2 separate regions of the Triticum aestivum genome follow, and region 2 is linked to region 1. Evidence: chromatin contacts called from public Hi-C data. All regions are on one chromosome and are shown on one strand. The core of a region is the stretch at or near the end of the contact, and the rest is flanking DNA. Distances in the headings are between cores, read along the strand shown.

What was found. Hi-C and Micro-C count contacts between places; a contact is called where the count stands out from the background.
Region 2: a contact with region 1 is called in a Hi-C map of leaf, with 2.2 times the contacts expected there. The contact joins the promoter of LOC123164886 here to the enhancer-like site in region 1. A contact is called at or near these places in 2 of 5 Hi-C or Micro-C datasets (both in leaf).

Annotation. Positions count from the first base shown.
Region 1 is chr7D:36,610,908-36,617,623 of IWGSC CS RefSeq v2.1, reverse strand. No RefSeq gene overlaps it. Among protein-coding and RNA genes, the nearest start is that of LOC123170709, 28 kb to the left of the region's middle. Within about 2 kb of position 4,458, at least 7 of the 8 cell types and tissues checked have an H3K27ac peak or open chromatin away from gene starts, as enhancers often do. A contact at or near this core is called in leaf, where this site is marked.
Region 2 is chr7D:36,744,890-36,750,941 of IWGSC CS RefSeq v2.1, reverse strand. LOC123164886 (putative disease resistance protein RGA4) reads right to left here and starts at 1,311. Exons shown (of 5, transcript XR_006482702.1): 1 at 416-1,311; 2 at 1-35.

The sequences.
Region 1 (6,716 bases), core at 3,209-5,708:
CACCTTTGTTGTGCTGCCAGTGAAGGGAATGACATAGCATATTATAAGATGTATGAAAAAACTCTGAAAAAAATTCTAACAAATTAACGCAACATCAATGTATGTCTTCATAAAATTCGAAACATTGCTAAAGATAAAAAAAGACAAAATTAACATCAATGTGATAATGGGCCAAATCTAAAGCCCAACTTATGTTATATACTATTCAGTGTTGAATTTGTCATTTTTTTGTTGTCTGAGCTATCTTTCAAATGTTAATTAAATTTTTGTGACAACATACATTGACGTTGTGTGAGTGTGCTAACTTTTTCAGGAATTTCCGAACAATTTAAATGTGCCACGGGGGTTCGATGGACCAGGTGCACCACAAGGACATGTGCACTAGTTATTCTGCCACCTCCAACCTTCCTCCCATCTTCTCAGTTTCTTTTTGTTTTCTTTTTTTCGCATTTCCAGGCGCTACATTCCTTCAGTTTTTCTGATTTTTGTTTCTATTGTTTTACTGCCATTAGTCAGTTTTTTTCTATTTATTTATTTATTTTTTAATTTCCACAAACTGTTAAAAACATTCATATTTTTTAAAAAAAATTGATGGAACGTCTAAAAGGTTGACTAATTTTAAGAAGTGTTCGCAATGTTTAATAATTATGCATCGATTTAAAAAAGTTCATAATTTTATAAAAATTATCACAGATTTTAAAATTTCTCCGTGAAAGTTTCAATAGATTTATGGAACGTTCCTGTTTGTGTGTGTCCAGTAGGAAATTGAACACGCAAATTTACCAATTATGACTTGGGTGGCTTGAACCGTGGATGAGACTGCTGATGGTTCTCACATTAGCGAAAAGACCCCACGGCCACTAAATATCAGGCTAGCTTTGCGAGCCCGCCTTCCCTAATGAGAATGAAAACTAAAACTATAATAGCCGTCTTTCTGTTCATTAGGTCTGTATAATAATCCTATTGTATGTTTTCTTTTTCTTGGACTCTTTCTTTCTGTCCTTTGCTCCTTTAAATACATTATCTTTTTTTAAGGAGCAAAACACTTTCAAAAAATAAATGAGAATTTCTAGACAAAAAATGTTCAATCCATTTACTAAAGTTCTTCATGAAAATTTAAAACATTCATGCATTTTTTAAAATGTTCATGTAACAAAAGGTGTCCATCTAGTTTTAACAAAATGTTCGTGCAGTTTCAAAAGTGTTCACACATTTTCCTAAAAAGTGTGGGTTATGTCCATGACGAGGGAAGTGGGTGAAGTGTAGTTTTAGGCTAGGTCCATGGTGGGGTTTGGCGTCATGTCGTAGTCTCGTATTATGTCACGGCGGAGTTGAGCTTCGATGCCGGAGAGTGGAATCATCTAGCAGTGGAGTCCTCCCTCTCGATGTCGATTGTAGCAAGCAAAGGTAAAAGAAAGATCCATCGCCCCCCCCCCCCCCCCCCCCCCACATAAACTCGATGAAGCAACAGGTCTGGAATAGCCCAGACCCGTTCCCCTCTTTCTTCATCGCCATGGGCGCGATATGTAGGAGAAGGCTAGTTGAGGTGCTACCCTCTCAGATATGTTGTTTCAAGGGGATTTGGAAGCCGCCATGGCCGATCTTTGATTCTTCTTCTACCGCTACTTCGATCTCAGTCGCCACAACAACAGATCAAAGAGCAAGTGTTTTTTGATATTCCTCTTTCAACCACCTTGGTGAGGCCCTTTCTCATGTGCCCGAGGATGCCAAGGATTATGCCGGAGTTGGTATCAAAGTAGCTTCGGTGAGATTCGCTAACTGCAATGTAATCTAGTTTCACTCCCTAGGGTCCTACTTGAAGAAAATGGAGGACATGGATGCAATATTAGATTTTAGGACGCTCCTTGTCAAATTGTAGTATCACTTTTGACTTAATCGGGAAGTTTTGCGGACCTTCGAGTCTCATCCCGTTGATCAAACAAAATTGTACTATAAATATTTCTTAATATGCAATGAATTTTTTAAATACATGATGAAAAATATTTAACACCCTACTATTATTTTTATTTAAACTACAAACATATTTTAAATACATGAACATTTTTATGAAATACATGATTAATAGTTTTAAGACATAATGGATACTATTTACTAACACACGGTGGATATTTTGAAATACATGATAAACATTTATAAAAAAATACAAATCCACCTCAAATAACCGGGTGGGCTGTCCGGGTGCAAAATTGCCAACCAACCAGACCTGCCCAAACGTCCGGGTTGTCCGACACTCTCCATACCCGGCTCATATCTGGGGCATATAAGGGGATGCCCAAACGTGCCCGCCACGTAGGTAATGGCCCGCCATGAACCCATAAAATCCTCATCTTCCAGACGTAACCCTAGTTCTCAGTCCACTCCCATTCCCTCCCCTCTCCTCCCATCCACCATGGAGAGCTCCGGCGGCGACTCTAATCCCATCGACTGGGACGACCTCGCGAAGGAGGTGGCCTCCGACAGCGAGGCGCCGGACGACGAGGAGCTTGCGCTCCACATCGCTATCGAGCGATCCAGGTTGGACACTCGCGAGAGCTCGAGCTCCGCACCATTTGACCCAGCATTGTGGCCCGTCGTGCTCCGCTCCACTATAGGTCTAGCGCCAGCCTGCCCTCTCCCCTTCCCCTACGGCGCCAGCTCCACCCGGGCAGCGCTGGATGTTCGTGCCTACGCTCACCAAGAGGATTCGGATGCTGGAGTCGGAGGCGAAAGCAACCCACCACGAGCGCCAGCGGGCCACGCAAAGGGATGCAGAGGCCTGCCCTTCTAGCGCCCATGCGCTAGATCTGTCCCTATCGACCAGGAGGAGTAGCTCCGCCATGAGGTCATGCATCGTTCGCTTACGTCAGCAGAGACGGACCCTAGGCGCCTCCGGCGCAATAATGCGAAGGCACTCTGGCTCGGGATCGAAGCGTCGGAGCTCCTTGCAAGGGAGGAGACCGCCAAGGCCAAGGCGGCACGACATGCGACGGAGCAGGCTCGCGCCGTCGGCCACCTCTCCGGCTACATCTCCTTGGCATCGGAGAGCGGCACGACGAGCGCGGACGACGACGATGATGATCCTCCCGCCGCAGACACCCAGAGGAGTATTATCGCCGCTCCGACGACCGCAATGGGGAGGGCCCGGCTAAGAAATGATGATCTTCGCCCCTCTAGCTAATATAACTCGAACTGTGTCTTTTGGGTTTGATTAGGCTGTTTATTTCTCGTTCGTTCTTCATTGTTGATCTACGCAAGGTTTTAAATTTCGGACACAAAATAATTTCGGACCTCACCGAAATATGTGAAATTTTGGATATTTCGGAAATTATTTCAGACGTTGAGATTCCAAATTTCACATAGTTTTAATGAATTTTAACATAATTTAATTTTATTATGAAATCTGTTTGAATCTGCATCGAAATTTTGGTGTCAAAAATATTTCGGACTCCAAATATGCGAAATTTTAGAAATTTCATTGAAAATTTTCGGTATGCATGGTCCGTATGGATTTGAATGTGGATGTATGGGGACTGCGGTTGTGAACGGGAAGAAATGAGCCGTGCCCGGTCACTGCCCACAGATGTGTCCGCGGGCGTATAGGCCCCAATTTGGGCGACCAGGGTTGTAGATGCTCTTATGAACTACTAGGTGTCTGCACAGTTTGAGAGGTATCAAGATCAAGTTGGGTACATCCATATTATTATCCCTGTCCTGCCAGATGAGGAGGGCGATAGAAGGAATTAGGTATCAGTCGCCAAGTAGGTACACAAGATCACATGACGCTGGCTCTCCGATTTCTGGTTCTGCAAATATGATAGTCCCAAAAAGAGACACCAAAGCGAAACGACGAAACCCACGGCGTGAGTGAACGAAAACCTCCACCACCGGGCGGGGCTGGACGAATCGTTGCTACTTTATTATGGTTTTCCGGGCAGCACAGCCGCCGTGAATTATAGGGAGAAGACAACGTGCGGCAGTACGGGGCAGTATTATTTATGCTTAGCCAGGAACGTTCGTTTCTACCTATCTATCGATCGACCGATCATCGTCAGCAAGCAAGCAGCAGCCAGGTGCAAGGTGCGTCTGCCCCTTTTAGGTCTCCCTTGCCGACGGAGCGTGCGTGCGCTAATCCTCTTTTGGCCTTTTTTCGTGTCGCGTTCATGTACGTCGGAAATGGAGCGCCGCGGAAATCACTTTTAGTCTATCGTATAATCGCTTTTAGTATTATCTTAGTGTATCAAGGAGGGTGTGTGAGTGACGGTGCTTTCTATCTCTGTTTGGTTGCTTCCTTGCCGTCATGCGTCAACCAAAGTGGATTGTGGAGGATTCCGGGAGATTTGGGCAGAATATACTATCACTACCAGAGCGAGCGCCGGACTACTCTATCTAGCTAGGAGTAGTAGTATTTGCAGCGTTGGAAGGACGTGGTGCGGGGCGTTGCTGGGCGCACCTCTGGCCTGGTCCGGCGCGTCTTCCGTCCAGTCGCTGCCGGGCACGGGTGGACCGGACAAGCTACATCTCACGCGCTATTCATGTGTCAGGCTATCATCAGATGCTACTACTGTACTAGCAGCTACTGTTGCTTGGCAGGGAGATTCATCAATCACTCATGTGATCAGTCCCGTGCCTGGATCATCTTGGCCGAGCCTGCATCATCCGACGACTGACTGTCGACGGTGGTGCATCTATAGCTGCGTGTCAGGCCGCACGGCGTGCGTTGTCGTCAGCTCGCCATTCGGCCACGGGCTAGTCGATGAATTAAGCAACACGAGAGGAGAAAGGAATATGGATTGACGTGCTTGCACCGCATCCATACGCACACACCAAACACAAACGTACGCGCTGCGCGTGTAGTGTAATGCAGTGCAGTCAATCGTGAAAGAGTAGCTTATAGACGTACGACTACGACGGTAGGAGGGGAGGGAGAAAATCACCTCGCAAAGTATCAAGGAGTGCCGCCATAGATCTCCGTCCCTCCGTGGACGTACGGATGTCATGAAAACGTCGATGGCTTGGCCTCGGCGCGTGCGTGCCTGTGGACCGGCGGCCGGGGGCCGGGGGAGGTGGCGTCTGCCTGCTTGCCGGCCTGCGCATGGCGCTGCCCCGGTTCGCGCCCTCCCCGGCCTCGCCTCGCCACGCCACGCCCTCCGCGGCGCGCGCGACGGCACGCACATGGGGTCCGTCCGACTCCACCTGTCCCCGCCTCTTTCATGGATCAATCGCTTTACGAGCGTCCTCTTCCGCCGAGCTTAAATCTTCTGCGTGTCTACCTATAGATAGATTACTTAAGAGCATCTACCGCCGCGATGGCCAAATCCAGCCCTTCAAACACGTCTAATGAGGCACGCCTCATATTTAGCACTCTGCATCCGTGTATCTCATATCCGGCGCCTTATATTCATACTACACATGCAAACGTTGATCTACCTACATTATCAAACGATGGACAACAAAAATCGGCTACAAAGGAATACAAGATCGGCTGCAAACAGACATTAACACACTTCGCCACATTCAAAAGATTATAGTTCGTCACTGGACAAGTTCTTAAACTTTTACAACTAAAAACAATATAAGCCTTCCTTAGAAAAACAATATAAGCATTAAGGGGGCGGGGAGGGGGGGATCACCACTTCCTTGCCGGGCCTTTGTCCTTCCGAAAGCCGGGCACAGTTGTAGCCGTACGCGGCTGGTGGAGGGTCTTGGTCGTCCGATGAGGAGGTGCAGTTGTCGCCGTCGTCTGAGTCGGAGTCGGAGAGGACGATGAGCCCCTTCATCCGATGGACCGCCCTGTCCTGCTCCCACTTCAACCTGGCGATCCGAGCCTTCTCCGCTGCTGCCTCCTTCGCCTCGTGCTCCGACTACTCAATAGCAAGCCGGAGCGCCTTGGCATTTTTCCGTTGGAGGCGACGAGCATCCGTCTCCACCGTCCTGAGAGAGCGGTCGTAGACCCATGCTTGGAGACGTGCGTCGTCATCGCGGTCCGCCTCCTTCCCGCAGCGGCGGCACGCGGGCTGCTCCACCGCGTCCCTCTCCCATGCACGCACCCTCTCGTGGCGCGCGCCTCCGACTCCGGAGTGCACGTGCGGGCCGGCGGTACGGGCACAAGCACCCAACGCTGGCCGCGTGGAGGAGCGGCTGGCGAGGGAAGAAGATGGCGCGGGGCCGACACGGACTGTGTTGCCCTTGTGTCGCTGTGCGCGAGCCAGGAGGGTCCAGCTCCGGCATCTGCGTTTCGCGACGGGGAAGCTGCGGCGACGCTCCAGATCTGGAGCTGCCGCCGGTCTCCACCTTGGACCGCTCCAGCGCAATGCGGAGGACCATCTCCTTGTAGTCGAGTGTTGGAAATATGCCCTAGAGGCAATAATAAAGTGGTTATTATTATATTTCCTTGTTCATGATAATTGTCTATTGTTCATACTATAATTGTATTAACCGGAAACCGTAATACATGTGTGAATACATAGATCGCAATATGTCCCTAGTAAGCCTCTAGTTGACTAGCTCGTTGATCAATAGATGGTCGTGGTTTCCTGACCATGGACATTGAATGTCGTTGATAACGGGATCACATCATTGGGAGAATGATGTGATGGACAAGACCCAATCTTAAGCGTAGCACAAGATCGTGTAGTTCGTTTGCTAAAGCTTTTCTAATGTCAAGTATCATTTCCTTAGACCATGAGATTGTGCAACTCCCGGATACTGTAGGAATG
Region 2 (6,052 bases), core at 62-2,561, 140 kb before region 1:
TCCGGCATACTGATCTTCTTCCTCATAGCTCCGACCTGCAAGAGGAATGACTTGATCTGTCAGTACCATTGAAGACATGAAAAGTACATACACGTGGTGGTAATCTTATGAGATGCTGTTGCACTTTAAATCAAGAAAAGCGCATGTAGATAATTTAAATTCACATAGTAACAAGTATGGTCTTATCCGTGTAGCAGAACAGGATATCTAAATAAATTCAAATTCATCTAGATAATTTACTTCACTATATGGATTCAGATTTTTAGGATGATGAATTTATTCAGTACATAATTTACCTGATCCATCAGTTCAAATTCATCATCTAGACATATTCAGGTCCATCAGTCTCTCATATCCCAGGGGAAAAAGAGCAACAACATTCAGATCCAGATTGATGGCAACCAAATGAACATACCCGGGACTGTGTGTCAGATTCGAAATCGTCGAGCATGTCGGAGATGTCATACATGGCGGCCTTGAGCCGGTTCACCCACAGCAGCGCCGAGCTGTCGTTGATGGAGCGCCTCTCGGCGTCGCTGAGCGCGGCCTCCACCGACTCCAGCGTCATCTTCATCTTCTGCAGATCTTTCTTCAGGTTCTTGTGCAGCTTGATCTTGCCGCCGATGGCGGATCCGATCTGTTTTATCACCACCTTGATGACGCCCGAGGCGACCATGCCCCCGACGACGGCTGCCGCTGCCGCCATTGCTGGCCCGGGCGGATCTTACGGGGACACCGATAACACTGACGCGCGGTTCTCACAGCCTAGTGCAGAGGAAGGAGTCGGTGAGGCAGAGGTCGCCGGAGAGGATCGTAGAGGGGGAGAAAGAGACTGGTCTGTATCAACGCCGTCTGCAAGGGACTCCGTCGCCGCCGGTGACCGGGAAGCAAGGAGGATACAGCGCTTGCGGGGAAGAAGAGATAGGCACAATGAAGAAGGGGGGCAGATTCTTCTTTTCATTCTCTGAATCGAGTGGTTGCAGACTCGCGGCCTGATAAGTGCCGACGGCGACGGCGACGGCGACGAGGTGTGGACTGGATGTGGTCGAGTGTGAGCGCGAGAGGGGAAGAAAGATTCGCCGGAGTTGTCTCTTTCTTTGACCGGGAGCACCCAACCCAAGTGTGCCTCTCTTCCCCGCGTGAACGCGGATCTGCGGCCGGGGCGGGGATTCAGTCCCGTAGTACATAGGTTTGGAGACGGAGACGGAGGAAGCATCGTCGCCGGGAGGAGGGCCCCCGGCCGATCTGCTGCAGCGGGGATGAAGATCAGGGTCCTGTTGGGGACCAGGATGATACTGTCACCTCTGCAGCGGAGGCAGAACCAAAGTCAAGTTTCTTTTTTTTTAATGTATGAGGGAGACGACTAGTCAAGTGGTGCTTTTTTTTAATGAGGAGGCGACAAGTCAACCGATGCTGCGTGGGAATGTGAGGTCCAGGAGAAGTATCCATCAACTATCCTAAAAAAAATCCCCTCAAAAAAACTATCCTCAAAAATAAAGTCAACAAGGATTAATCAACGCGCTAAAAAAGTGAGATATTTTAAATTTTTTAAAAGGAAAATGGGTTAATAAAACAAAGTGGCTGATACATCACCAACATAAACCAGCCCGAGACTGCAACCAAAGGAGCCAATAATTATGTCACCCAAATGACGTGAGTTGACACCCTAAAACTCCAGAGCCACCGCGTTGCCATGCCTAGACCGGCTGAGGAATTATCGAAGGCAACGGCTGGGATGAACACCCCACATCTTGTACTTTCAATCTCACCTTCTGCTTTCTTCCACATCTCACCCACTCCCTCTTCTTGTATGATTGTATCCCAAGTTCTACTCAGGTTGTGAATCTTTATTCCTAAACTATCACTTTAAAGAGCAAACTATCATGTGTGTGCTTGATTTTTTTTTTTGCGGGGTATGTGTATGCTTGATTAGAGTGATTGTTTGCGCGCACACACGCTTGATTCAGGCTCGTAATAGTGTAAGTCAATATAAGAGGCATTTCGATCCGAAGTTGACTATGATCTACTTGCAATTCCCTTGATTTACTCGTGAAACTCCGGCGAAGGGTGTGAAATTCATCGTGATTTTTGCACAAAGCACTCTGCCACACTATGTGAAGCGGATTCATGTGAAGTTGGAAAGCCACAACACCTTCATCATTTTTTTTTGGGAAACCACACGCTAGAATAGCCACACTGTACCTTCTTCACTTATGATGAATCCACGAGACCACAAGCCTCGTTTTATTTTACCTTCTATTTCTACTTAGGTTTTACTTTCCATATACGAAAATGATTTCTTTTTTAAACTTATTTTTGTTTCATTTTTTACAAATCAATTATTTAGAATAAAATATAGTTTCTAAATGTATGATGAACATTTTAATTCACATAATGCGTATAATTAAAAATAATTTTTATTTGTGCAAAATTTCATACACGAATATACTTTTTATGTACACTAACCTTTTAAAGTACATGACGACCATTTGCACACATGCTTAGTTCCCTCATTTCTGCAATATATTTACAAACCATTTTAGGAAAAATGCTAATCAAAATACATTTTACCTTTTTTACAAAACCAATATACATTTTTTCCTGAAAAATTGAAACAAAGTCATGGACTAAAGGGCCCGTCCTATGAGCCAAACAAATGAGGCCCAACACCTTCGGGAGCTTCCCGTTTTCCTCCGGAACGCCTATGTCTTGCTTCGCGAGAGCTATGTCTCGCCTTACGTGAGACGTAGCGATCTCTCGCTGAATGGTCTGGAGTAGTCGGGCCAGCCCACTAGCGTGTGTAAAAATGGCAGCGCGCGGGAATCGAACCTGGCCCGTCCTAGAAGCATCGTCGCACTGATAGCCAGTGTATCTCGAGACAACATCGAGGTTGTGCTAAATTACTTGGGCACAACCTATTAGAAGGGAAAGAGCTACTTTTACACAGGTTTTCTGGTATTTTTCGGTTTTTTTACTTCTCCATTTTCTTCTGTTATTTCGGTTTGCTTCGGGCTTTTTTCTTTTATTTTGCTTTCTTTTTTATTTCTCCATTTTTTATTTTTATTCTTTTGTTGCTTCTGCTTTCAATGCTATTTTTGTTTTCGTTTGTCTCTTTTCTTTTTTCTTCTCTGTATTTCTCTTTTTTTTTATTCTTCAATTTTTCTGCATTTGCTTCTTCAGTTTTATTTTTATTTGGTTTATCTTGTTTGTTTTTTGTTTTGCGCTTTTTGTTTTCTTTGTTTCCTTTGCTTTTCGTTCTAATTTATTTGTATAAGTCAACAACATTTTTCTAATACACACTTAACATTTTTCCAATACCAATTTCACATTTTAATACATGGTTAAAAAATTATATACACATTTTAAACATTTTTCAAATGCTTCATTATATTTTTCTAATACACGATTAACATTTTCGGAAAACATGGTCAATATTTTTCCAATACAAACTTTAAAAAAATTCAAATGCTTGATTAAAATGTTCAAATACAAGATTAATTTTGTTCTAATACACGATAGACATTTTTTATATGCACATTTCACATGATTTTTTAATATTTTCTAAATGGAAAATAAACATTTTTTTAACACATGGTCATCATTTTTCCTATACATGTTTAGCATTTTCCAAATGTTGATTAACATTTTGAAAATTGTTGTTCAGCCATTTTTTAAATGCTTGATTAACATTTTTACATAAATTATAAAAAAAATACATGGTAAACAATTTTTCGATACAAATATTACATGTTTCATATGCTTGATCAACATTTTCCAAATACCTCTTAAATAAATTTTCAAATGCTTGATTAACATTTTTATATATATGATTAAAAAATCATTATTTTGTTAATATATGGTCAACATTTTGCTATACATATTTAGTTAATTTCAAATGCTTGATCAACATTTTTAAATACTTGTTCAAAAAAATTAAATGCTTTATTAATGCTTTTGAAATACATGATAAAAATTTATACATATTTCATAATAGATAAATATTTTATCTATACATATTAACATTTTAAAGTGCTTTATAGAGTTTTTTGTTATATACTATATAGATATAGATTATTTAAAGTATAAACAAAAGCTAAAAATAAAGCAAAAAAAGGAGCCTGTGGCCTCCCGCGCTCCTGGGCGGCCCATCTCGGTCTCCCAGGCACCCGTCTTGCTTGTAGCCACGAGCTGCACTCTGATTTCTCCCAAGTGTTTTTTTTCCCTTTCAATTGAGCGCTAGACATGAGTTTTTTTTATTTTTCCTTTGGTTACTATTATTTATATTCCATGTTAAAATATGTATACGAAAATACTTTTTTTCCTAAATTTCTAATAGCGTTCATCGCCTTAAAAGTATCCGTGCAGTGTAAAAGAATTGTTTATGCTACTTTTTGAAAATGTTCGTACCATCCAAAAAATGTCTATGTCATGTAAAAGATGTTCACCCTTTGCTCAAAAACATGTTCCTTTCCTTTCGAGAAATATGGTTGCTAGTTGTGGCCCTAGGTACCCAAGTACAGTTTCATTTCTGTTTTTGAAAAACACACAGTATTTGTAAGGGGAAACAATACATTTTTTTTGCGGGAAAAGAATACAGTTTTGTTAGGCCTACAAAAGGATGGAAAGTTATTTCGCTTTAGTTTTTTTTTCTGTTTTGCACAATTGCTTTTAAAAAATTAGGGCACAAAATATATTCACAGTATTTGGAACATTATTCACACATTTAAACACATGTTCATACAAAAATTGATGATACATAAGAAAAACGCTAATGTTTGAAAATAGTTCGTATGATTCAATAACTGTTCACACAGAGTACAATTTAGAACAATGTTCACTCATTAAAAAAATATCCACGGTCTTTGAAAATAGTTCATATGATTCAATAACTGTTCATACAGAGTACAATATAGAACAATGTTCACACATAAAAAAATCCATGGTGTTTGAATAAAAATGTTCAATATGTTTTTAAGACATATTTGTACCATTCAAACAAATCATGCTATTTAGAACAGTGTCACTCATTTAAACAATATTCAAGATGTTTAAAATGTTGACAACACTTAAAAATTTATTTATGACATTTAGAAGAATATTCATGGTGTTCTCAAGAAGCGTTCATGATGTTTTGAAACACTGTTCATCGCGTGTTTAACAAAATCACCTGTATTTTAAAGATGTTTATTGTGCATCTGAAAAACGCTCAACGTGTACTTAAAAAATACTGAATATGTATTTAAGAAATATTCATCAAGTATTTGAAAAGTGTTCAACTTATATATAAAAATGTTCATTTTGTATGAACAAACTTGACATGTATTTGAAAAAAAGGAAAAAGAAAAAGAAAAACTAAAAATGAAATAGAAATGTATAAACCTAAGGATGACCAATAAACTATTCAAGAAAAAGATAGAAAAACCGAAACAAAAAAATAACAAGGATCTTTTGCATAGCGGGCTACTAAAAAATAGCCGTAGGCGAGCAATTCGTACGACTCGTGATAAGTGAGTTATAGTATTTACCGATATCTCTCGTGGTTTTCCTCTCCCCTTTCACGCGTTGATCCCTGCGCAGGAAGATGCACAAATTGGGATCTCCTAATCCGGGGAGCAACTAGTTAACGAGCACTCCTTTGGGAGCCTCACAACGATCAGCGGCACTTGGTGCGCTCTCAGCCGCCCGCCACGTGTCGCGCTTTTTAAACAGTTTTTTTTACGTTCCGGTTTTTCACCCGGTCTTCCTTAAGTTTTGGATAAAAACATTCCAAAAATATTGCGCGAAATTCGCGTTTTCGTATTTTTTTTCTTTCGCGAGAGTCACGGTTTTGCTTTCGCGAGAGGCACGGTTTTGCTTTCGTCGAGAGTCACGGCCGTGACTCTCGGAAACGGAAAAAACGTGTTTTCTAGTTTTTTTTCTTCCGCGCGAGGCACGGTTGTGCTTTCGCGAGAGTCACGGCCGTGCCTCTCGGAAACGAAAAGAAAACATGTTTTTTGTTTTTTTTCTTCCGCGAGAGTCAGGATTTTGCTTCCGCGAGAGGCACGGTTGTGCT